2 separate regions of the Capra hircus genome follow, and region 1 is linked to region 2. A link is a contact called in public Hi-C data. All regions are on one chromosome and are shown on one strand. The core of a region is the stretch at or near the end of the contact, and the rest is flanking DNA. Distances in the headings are between cores, read along the strand shown. Region 1 holds the start of PDZD3 (Na(+)/H(+) exchange regulatory cofactor NHE-RF4). Region 2 holds the start of RNF26 (RING finger protein 26).

Evidence for each region. A called contact is a pair of places that touch in the nucleus more often than the background predicts.
Region 1: a Hi-C map of blood shows a contact between it and region 2, with 1.6 times the contacts expected there. The contact joins the promoter of PDZD3 here to the promoter of RNF26 in region 2. A contact is called at or near these places in 2 of 5 Hi-C or Micro-C datasets (both in blood).

The regions. Positions count from the first base shown.
Region 1 is chr15:52,583,643-52,588,636 of ARS1.2, forward strand. PDZD3 (Na(+)/H(+) exchange regulatory cofactor NHE-RF4) reads right to left here and starts at 2,625. Exons shown (of 11, transcript XM_018059674.1): 1 at 2,528-2,625; 2 at 2,124-2,151; 3 at 1,900-1,973; 4 at 1,358-1,569; 5 at 871-1,063; 6 at 643-779; 7 at 193-397. The coding sequence starts at 2,609. It overlaps NLRX1 (NLR family member X1), which reads right to left. Exons shown (of 10, transcript XM_018059672.1): 9 at 4,451-4,702; 10 at 3,046-4,123. The coding sequence ends at 3,802.
Region 2 is chr15:52,450,080-52,454,914 of ARS1.2, forward strand. It overlaps RNF26 (RING finger protein 26), which reads right to left and starts at 1,915. Exons shown (of 1, transcript XM_005689543.3): 1 at 1-1,915. The coding sequence starts at 1,334. The coding sequence ends at 33.

The DNA of each region.
Region 1 (4,994 bases), core at 1,375-3,874, 130 kb after region 2:
TCCCCCAGTGCCAGCCCAGGCCACTGTGTGCACACTGGGGGACTGACCCTGGGGTACACAGGAGGAGGAGGAGGCCCTGGGCTGGGGTTCAGCCAGGGCCACCACTTGTGTGCACTGAGCGGTGGATGCAGACACTGGTGTGCCCACCCCAAGGCCCGCCCTCCCACCCCTATCCCCAGGGCTCCCACTCACCGAGGCGACCGTCAAGGCCCTTCTCCTCCCGGAGCACGAACCCGAAGCCCTGGGGCCCTTTCTCGAGATGCAGACAGCGGGGCTTGGTGGGCAGTGCCCACCCCTCTGCCAGAGGAGCAGCCAGGGGCATTCCCAGCTGGCGACACTGTTCCTCCACCTCTGGCCCTGCCACCAGCAGGGTCACCTGCTTGCCACTCTGCCAAAGCTGTGGGGACCCAGCAGGGCATCAGCATCAACCAACTGGGGAGGGAGGGCAGAAGCAGGCACCCCCTCCCAGCCCTTCTTCCTAGGCCCTAGAATGAAGCCCTCAGGAGGGGAGGGGGGTGGCGAGCACAGAGTGGAAAGGGAAGGATGGTGATGGAGGTACAAGATCAGACTGGGAGACTGAGAGCCTGCTTCCCGAGACAGGGACAAGCCCAGAGGGGTGAGGACAAGAGGAAGCAGCCATACCTTCCTGCTGAGTTGGTTATGTGTGAGCTTTTCCACACTGACCCCATTCACTTCTAGCAGCCGGGCCCCAGGGGGCACTCCTGCCCGCTCAGCTGCTCCTCCAGTGCTCAGCACTAACCAGAAAGGACCCCGATGTCCTGGAAGCCCAAAGAGTGACTTTCTGCCTGCTGTCCACCCACAACAGGGCTCAGAGCCCCCCTGCTGACCCCTCCCACGCTCTAAGCTCACCTTGGGTGACACTGAAGCCAAAGCCGCCCTCGTCTTTCACTACGTGGCACAGCCGAGGCCGGACCCCCTGGCCGAGAGGGGGACAAAGGTGGCTGTTGTTGTTCCCCCGCTGAGCTCGGGCCACCTCGTGCACGTGCTGCGCCAAAACTGTCAGCAACACCCGAGGCCCACTGGCCCGGATCCGGCGTATCACCTGAACAGCAGGCACGCGGGGTGGGCTTGGGCCGGCCCCTCTTATGAAGGTCCCCTCCCTAGAAGCTACACTCTTCACCATGGGAACCAGCTCTCTGGAGGCCTTCACCCAGCCATTCTGACCTGGGACATCCCTAAATTCTGGGAGATGGGGGAGGTGAACCCCCACCCTCCCACCTCCCATGTGGGAGATACGTCACCCCCACATACCCAGGGAGGTGACCAAGAGGCTTCTGTCTCCCCCAGGTGCTACAGAACGTTCCCTCGTACTACTGGGATTCCAGCCCAACCTCACCATCAAATAATCTTCATGTTCCACGACATGGTTGTTCACCCCCAGGATCCAGTCTCCTTCTCGAAGACCCTGGCGCTGGGCGGAAGAGCCTGGCTCCACCCTGCACACCACATGCCCAGCCCTGCCCGGTTGCCGCTGCAGGTGGAAGCCAAAAGTCCTGCCCTCCTCTTTATTCAGCAGGTAGAAGCGAGGCCGTTCCAGGCTCGAGAGATCTGGATGGAGAGGTGGGCAGCAGAAAATGCGGAGGAAAGGGGACATGACCCAAGTCACCTTGTGCCTGGTAGCCCCTGCCTATGTGATTGAACAGCGAACAGGCTTCTGCCCAGTTAGGTGTTGGGTAGTGGGGCTGAACACAGCCCAGGCAGAGTGGCTAGGACAGAAGGAAAAAGCCCAGCCCCCTTCCTCCTCCAGGTAGTCACTCCCCACCACGGCTGTCATCAGAGGGAGACAGTGAGTGGTTTCCAAGGAGACAGGATGCTTTGTGGTGCCCTGGTGGCTCTGGGGAAAGGAAGTGGTTGCCCCAAGGGGTTGGGGGAGGTTACCAGAAGGGTCGTAGTCTTCAGCCAGGGAGAGGACAGGATTATCAATGCCCAGCTTTGGGTTAAACTCAAACTTCCTGCAAGGAGGCAAGTCACGCAGATAGGAGAAAGCTGACATCCAGACTTGGGTCCCAGGCTCGCCTTGAGGTGCCAAAGGCAGCTGATGAGCCTCCCCAGCTTCAGTTCCCTCCTCTCCTTGCCCCAGTCTTTCACAGCACGGCACTTACAGGGCCAAGGAGGCTGTGTCCTGAAGATCTGCCAGGCAAAGAAGGGGTGAGGGGACAAGAGGCAGTCTCCCCACCGAGACTCCACTTCCATGGTCGTTAACTGAAAGGACTTAGGGGAACCCCCAAGTTCAGGACTTGCCCTGTGTTCTGCTCCCAAAGGGTCTTCCCTTCCCCTTCCTTCCACTCCCTGGCCCAGACCTGATATACACAGAAATCTGAGCATATCAGATTTCAGGGCGTGGACCAGGAAGGCAGACACATCCACCCACTCACCTCTCACCTCCTAACTTCCAGTCTGTTTTCAGGGCTCCAAGCCCCAATACCAAGTGTGTCCTAGTCCCAAACCCTTCCAATCCACCCTCTGCCCTGAAGTCCCCTCAGGAGGGTTTCTCCCGGCCTCCTACCTGCAGCTGCCTCCATGGCTGGATCTGCGACCCAGCGCCCAGTGTAAGGACAAGGTCCATCGAAACCAGCTGATCCTCCCATCTACCCCCGCCCCCACGTCCCGCCTCCTTCAAGACACTGCCTTAGAAGCAGCTGGGTAATGGTTAAGGGGAGGAGAGTCTTGTCTTCTGGGGAAGTGTGTATGTCCTTCCCGCCCCATTCCTGAGCCCTGACTTTCTCAGGAGGCTCTGCCGCTGTCCCAGGTACCCCTCTGCGCAGAGAAAGGTCACTATAATTGCTGGTCACTGTAATTCCAAGCCTGGGATAAGTGTATGACATGGGTGACAGAAGCCCTATGGCCCAATAAGGCCACCCACCAACCCCAACATCTAGTTCATGTACCACCCCCTCCCCAGCCCTCACTGCCTCTGAACTTAGTGCCCAAGAAACAACTGCAATAGAAAGTGGCCAGTGGTCTAACCAGAATGACCAAGAACAGCACCCTTTCTTGAAAGCAACAGGCAAAATAGAGGCCACAGTAGTTGGAAGACACAGCTCTTTAATAGAAGCAAGTCAGTGCCCACGTCCCTAGGGGCCACCGAGCTTGGGTACCATTGGTGAAAGGGGGATGACGGTGAGGAGACAGCACCAGTGAGAGAGGAAAGTGGCTGCTGGCAACCTGGGTGTCCCCAGAAAACATAAAGGCAGGACACGGAAACCCTCCAACACATCTGGACAGCAAGTCCGACATGAGAAGAGTGCCCCCTGGTGGCATGATCAGAGAGGCGCTTGGTGGTGCTGCTACAGGACAGGTGTATTCCCTGAATAGCTCAGCGGTAAAGAATCTGCCTGCAATGCAGGAGACACAGGAGACATGGGTCCAATCCCTGGGTTGGGAAGATCCCCTGGAGGAGGGCATGGCAACCTACTCCAGTATTCTTGCCTGGAGAATCCCATGGACAGAGGAGCCTGGTGGGCTACAGCCCAAAGGGTCGCAAGGACTCAGACACAACTGAAGCGACTTAGCATGCAGGTACACACGCTAAGGGACAATGTGGCCACCAAATGCCACATCTTTCAGCCCTTCTAGCCGAAGGGAGGTGAGGCATGTTCCACGATCCTGGAAACTCCAGACTCGGAACATGGTTGGACATGCCCTAGGAGAGCAACTGGCACACCTGTGTGCACATTCCATCCATCCCCGGAATGGATCTTTCTAGAAGTAGTAGTGGAAGGTAGGGAGTCACAGACAGAGAGGACGTGGGGCCAGGGGACACACACTGCTGCCACGGTCTCAGCTTCCAGGGCCGCCCAGCTGCTCCAGGAGGGCCCTGACCTCGCCCTCCACCCGCAGCAGCTGGGCCTTACGCCAGGGATTAAGGGTGGCTCCCCGGTTGTCTTCCAGATCCCTCAGCAGCAGCTCCAGGTGGCGCCGGACCCGGCTGCGATCCCAGCTGTTGAGGTTCCGCTGGACTTCACCCAGGATCACCGACCAGTACTCGGACACTGCTGTCCCCTCCGTCAGCGACACCACGACCCGGGCACCGCCCTCTGCAGTGCTCCCCAAGTCCCGCAGGGCCTGGCGGCACTCTGAGCTCAGCTCGTTGAAGTAGAGACTAGTGGGAGAGAGCAGAGTAGATGCCACTCAGTGGGGCTCCGAGAAGGAAGGCGGAGGGCGGGTGGACAGAAAGCGAAGGGTCTCATAACTCATCCCCTAGCTGTGGAATGCGATGGGGAAAGTGTCTGCAATATGCCAGAGACAGAGGGCGGTGGCCACTGGGAGGCAGGGATGGCACTAGAATTCAGTGGGACCACAGTCGATAGGAACCAGGCCACCAGGACCCTAAGAGAAACAGTGGTGGAGAATCAGGGCAGGGGAAGGGCCCATCACGGATGGGGGATGGGGAGATGGGACAGGGTGGGGTAGGGGCAGGAAAACTCACTGCAGCAGCTCCAAGGAAGGGTGCTTCCAGGCAGCCTTGGCTAAGGCCAGGGCCGCCGTGTCACCAGCGCCGTTGTAGGCCACGTTCAGCTCCTGGAGCTGTTGGTTTCGGTCCAGCTGGGCAGCCAGCAGCTCCAGGCCCTCATCCCCAAGGCCCGTGTGCAGTAGAGAGAGGTGTTTCAGGGAGGTATTTCCTGCCAGCCCCTCCAGCAGCAGGGCCACACCTGCCGCCATCAGTGGGTTGTTGGACAGCCTAGGGCCACAAGCAGTCTAAGGTTATGAGAGCTCCTAGCAGATGCCCTGTGCTGAGCACCGGGATTTGGGCCTAAAGGGTGCATCACCTGGGGCAGAGACCAGCCTGGATGCAGAGAAATGCAGGCCAGGAAATGAGAAATAGGGGTAAGCTCACTGCAGAGGGGGAAGAGTGAAATGGAAGCTGGCTTCTCCCTCCCTTCCTCCTGCCTTCCATTCTCCTTGTGACACCCCCCTTCCCTTTCCCCTCTCCCCCTCCCCTTCTTCCTCCTTTTTTCACTCCCTTCCAATCC
Region 2 (4,835 bases), core at 665-3,164:
GCATGGAGGGGTGGGCAGGAGGGAGGAAACCTTCAGAGGTAGACGTTGAGGGTCTGCAGGATGCCCCGACGGCACAGTGGGCAGTTGCGGTGGTAGACGGGGTGGCGCATCAGGATCTCAGTGCAGGCCTGGCACAGGCACAAGTGCCGGCAAGGCAGCAGCAGCACCGTCTTGCTCTGGTCCTGGCAGATGACACACTTCTTCCGCTCCTCCTGCTCCTTCAGCAATTCCCACGGGTCCTGCCCAGCTACAGACTCCTCCTCGTTGAGCCTCTCCCGGCCCCGGGCAGCCGTCACTCTGGCCATCCTGACCTCCTCTTCTTCTGCCTCTGATCGGGGCCCAGCTTCAGGAAGAGCATCCTGTCGCCATGTCCTGGCTGAGGGCAGCCTCCTAGGGCCACCCTGGGGGGCTCCAGGGGCCCCTCCCCGGTTTGGCCAGCTCGCCAGCTGCAGGCTACGGCTCCAGACTCGGCGCCAGGCCTCCAAGCCCAGAACTAGCCGAGAGAGCCGCACAACATCCTCTCTGAGCCGGTGGTAGGATGGCCGGGCATGGAGCTGACTGAGCGCCCGGGTGGCCAGCCTCAGGGTGAGGTCTGGGTGTAACAGAGTCACTGTCACTGCCAGCACGCAAGCCAGCAGCACCAGGCCAGTGAGATTGACAAGCACAAAGCTGGCCAGGAGGCGGGCAGCTGAGGCCAAGAGCTCCAGCACTAGCTGGCAGGGGGTCCAGAGAAGGATGGACATGGCCACGGCACTGCTGGAAATGTGGGCTAGAAAGGCAGCCACTACATCTGTCATCCTCCACAGCGGCCCCATCACTGCATCCCACAGGGCCAGCACAAGGGAGAAGAAGTTCTGAGTGCCAATGAGGCAGATGTTGACCAGGCTATTGATCACGTAGGCCACTAGGCTCATGGTGATGGCACAGACGTCACAGATCTGACGCAGCAAAGCATGACCATTGGAGACCATATTGAGGACACCCCGGTGGAGGATCTCCCGGCTCCTAAGCGCCCCATGGGAGGCCAAGTGCCCCAGGAGCTTTAGGCTCTCCAGGCCAGAACAGCAGCTGTACAGTACCGTAGACAAGGCCTGCAAGCCCCCACAGGTGAAGCGGACCATAGCTTCAATCAAGGCCAGCAGTGAAAGTAAGACTCCACGGCCCAAGTGCAGAAGACTAGTCAGTACCGTGTGTGGCAGGTTGTAGATGAAGGCCAGGAGCCAGGCCAAGGAAGCCAGGAGGGAGGACACCAGCAGGAAGTTGAGGTCCAACACCAAGGTCAGCACATCCAGCAACAGGCCCACCCCATTCACTACCAAGTACACAGCCTCCATGATAGGGCTATGGGGTTGGTCCTAGAGAAGTCTGGCTCCCGGCTGAGGCGGGTGTCAGGGTTGTCAATATTTGGGCGGAAGGGGGCTCAAGGATTAATCTGGAAGGGAAGTGAACGGTCTCTCCAATCAGAGAGAAACTGAGGAAGAATTGGGTTAGAAGTGGAGTCTCAGGGGAGGGAAAAAGGGCCAGGTGCCGATCCAGGACTCCCGGTTTTGAAGGCGGTCTGTTTGGGAAGAAAGAAGCCAAACATCTCTAAAGTGGAAATGATCCCGGGCTGGAGGAAAAATCTCAGCTTTGGAGGCCTGCTGGTGGCGTACCACGGCCGGGCAATGGGTCAGATCGAGAGAAGACCGGGAACGGAAGGGATCGGGCCAGGCCGGGGCCGGGTGGGGGCGGCGCAGGCTGGGCGCAGGCTCGCGGTCCAGCTACGCAGGTGCCCCTGTCCCCTCCCGGCCCCCGTTCTCTGGGCTCGCGGCGCTTTGCGCCCAAGGGAGCAGGAGGGAAGGGAGCGAGCCTCAGCAAACCCCAGGCGCGGCCTCTACTCCGCTGGGCGCTGCCATCTTGTGTGAGAAAGGGTGGGGCAAGAGGCATGTCAAGGAGGGAGGGGCGACGAACTCTGGCCAATCGGTGAGACTCAACCACAGGAAACATCGAGCGTTCATTGGTCCGTTTGAACGGCGCCCAAACATATTCAGTGCTTTACAGAGGTGAGGCGGAAACAGATTGAAATCCCCTCCCCGTTGAGGCGGGGATTGGTCAATTGAAGGGCAGAGGCGACTCGCCCCAGCCCCGCCCCCTAAAGGAGCAGGACTCGTGTGTGTGTGTGTGTGTGTGTGTGTGTGCGCGCGTGCGTGCGTGCGTGCGTGCGTGTGTGTGTGTGTGTGTGTGTGTGTGTGTGTGTGTGTGTGTGTGTGTGTTTTCCATGGCTCAGTCGTGTCAGACTGGGACCCCACGGCCAAATTTCTCTGTCCATGGGATTTCCTAAGCAAGAATGCTGGAGTGGGTTGCCGTTTCCTACTCCAAGGGATCTTCCTGACCCAGGGATCGAACCCGCCTCTCTTGAGTCTCCTGCATTGGTAGGTGGATTCTAAAGGAACAGGACTTTGGACTGGGCTATTACGGGCGCTGTTCTTTCTCTTCGCCTCCAGCCTTGATTTTTTTTTAAAGTCCGGATTGGTGGTCACTGTTCTGAACCAGGCTTTAGGATTGCACCACCTCCACAGCCAGACTCAGTCACTTGTCTTCCATTCATCCATTTTCTCCATCGTGTATTGAGCTGCTACACATGCACTGGGGATGCAAAAAATGTTTAAGACCTGCCTGCTCACAAGCAGTTTAAAGGGAAACAGATTGTGATAGGGGATTCCCAAGCTGCTATTTCCAAACTGTTTCCTCAAGCTCTGTCACGTTTTCTCAGCATCCTCAGGAGATTACCTCATTGTCAGTAAGAAAAAGAGGTCACAGGCTGGAAATAGCTCACACTCCTAGCCCAGGCCCTATTCATTTGTTTACTTAAACACCTGGGCAGCCTTAGTAGTTGCCTCATTATTTTATCCCTTTTTAAAATATTCAAATAATATTCAAAATATCTAAGATCCTATCCCAAATACATTGAGAGCCTGGTCTTCTCTACTAAAGCCAAGGATACTTGGGGGTCTGAGCCTCCCCCTGGCCTCTATTGTTTTAATTTCCTGCTTGCATTTGTTCCCTGGAAACAATGCACAACAAGAAAGTTGGGAGTTAAGTTTTGCTTAGGGTAAAACGAGGACTATAGGCCAGCAGACAGTCTCTCGAATAGTTCTGAGGAACTGCTCAGAAGAGGTAAGAGGGGAGCTGAATATATATATGTAATTTTGGTAGGTAATTGGGCAGACGTGCAATCTTTTCACACATGTTTTTACAGAAGGCTGCTGCTGGTCACAGGAAGTTTGCTGCTAGTCATGAGAAGCAGATATCTCCATTAATGATTACAGTACTTTTTTAGATATAAGAAGGTGCAAGAATTTGTGTTCATAAAAATCTCCTGAAAATAACTATCTGAAGGCCTGTTCTGCCTGTTTTTCCCAGAACATAGAGTGCCTCATTCCTGCTCTTGGTTCTGAATTCCCTTCAGGGTATGTCAAAGTTGAGTGACTGGTGGCTAGTGACAGTTTTTAGTTGGCACAGTAAACTCTTCTTAAACTGTCTTTAAGACTTCTTCTTAAAGTGTCTCTATCACCCCACCCTGGACACTGCCTGAATCCTTTCTTTCCCAAAGCACCACTGATTCAAGGCTGAAATATTCTGCACACCTTTTCAAGACAGGTGGCTCCCAGTACAGGTTAGAACATAGTGCAGTTTCTTAACTCCCCACGCTTTTCTCTAGCTTCTCTCTCACATCTGTCAGGCCCCAACTTCATGTTTTCTCTGAGACATGTTTTCCCTTTGTCTTCCTCTTCCTTTTGAGATTTCCCCTCTTTCTCGAACCACCAGACTCCAACTTTCCATTGTTATTATTTGTTTGTTTATTTCTACTGCACTGGATCGTCATTCCTACATGCAGGCTCTCTCTAGTTGCAGTGCTCGGGCTTCTCACTGAGGCAGCTTCTCTTGTTGCCCAGTATGGGCTCTAGGGCATGTGGGCTTCAGTAGTTGTGGAGCCCGGGCTTAGTAGTTGCAGCTCACAGGGTTAGTTGCCCCTTGTCATGTGGATCTTCTGGGACTAGGGATCGAACCCATGTCCTCTACATTGGTAGGCAGATTCTTAACCACTGGACCCCCAGGGAAGTCCTCCATTGTTGTTTGATATACAGAATAGTCTGTTTCTACCCCCAATTCCCTCTAAACTGTAGCCACAAAATCCTCATTTCTCTACACAAAGGAGAATAATATAAAGATTTGTTTAACCTTCTGTCCATATCACAGTCTGTTGTGGTTATTGTTGCTGGTGGTTTTTTTTTGTGGGTTTTTTTTTTTTCATTTTCCCCTAATCTGAAATCTTAGCGAAAATGCCCATCTCCTCTTCAAGATACTTGATCCCACCACCCATAACCTGTCCTCTCCAAAAATTTTACTTGTCCAATGAATACTATTGTGTTTTTAATCTATCTTCCTGAAGCACTTGACACCAGTGACTTCCTCCACCGTTGGCCTCTGGACCTTACCCTCTCTTGTCTTCTTTCTGTGCTCACCATGGCCCCCTCTCCTCTCTACCAGTGATTCCCAAATCTGTGTCTTCAGCCTGAATTTGTCTTTCAAAGTTCAGGTTCCAGCTGCTTCCTTAACAGCTGCTGGATAGCCTACTGGTGCTTCAAACTTAATGTGTCCAAAATCAAACTCAGCAAATTTGCTGTGCCTACACTGTGTGTACTTAACCAGCCAGCTTTCTGCACCAAGAAAGACCTTGAAGCTGGCAGGATCCTCTAAGACAGTATTTCTATTAGCCTGGGACCAAGGCCTTACCTTTGTGATCTGAGACATCCTTAAACAAGACACAGCCTTGGACTCTGTTGGCATTCCAG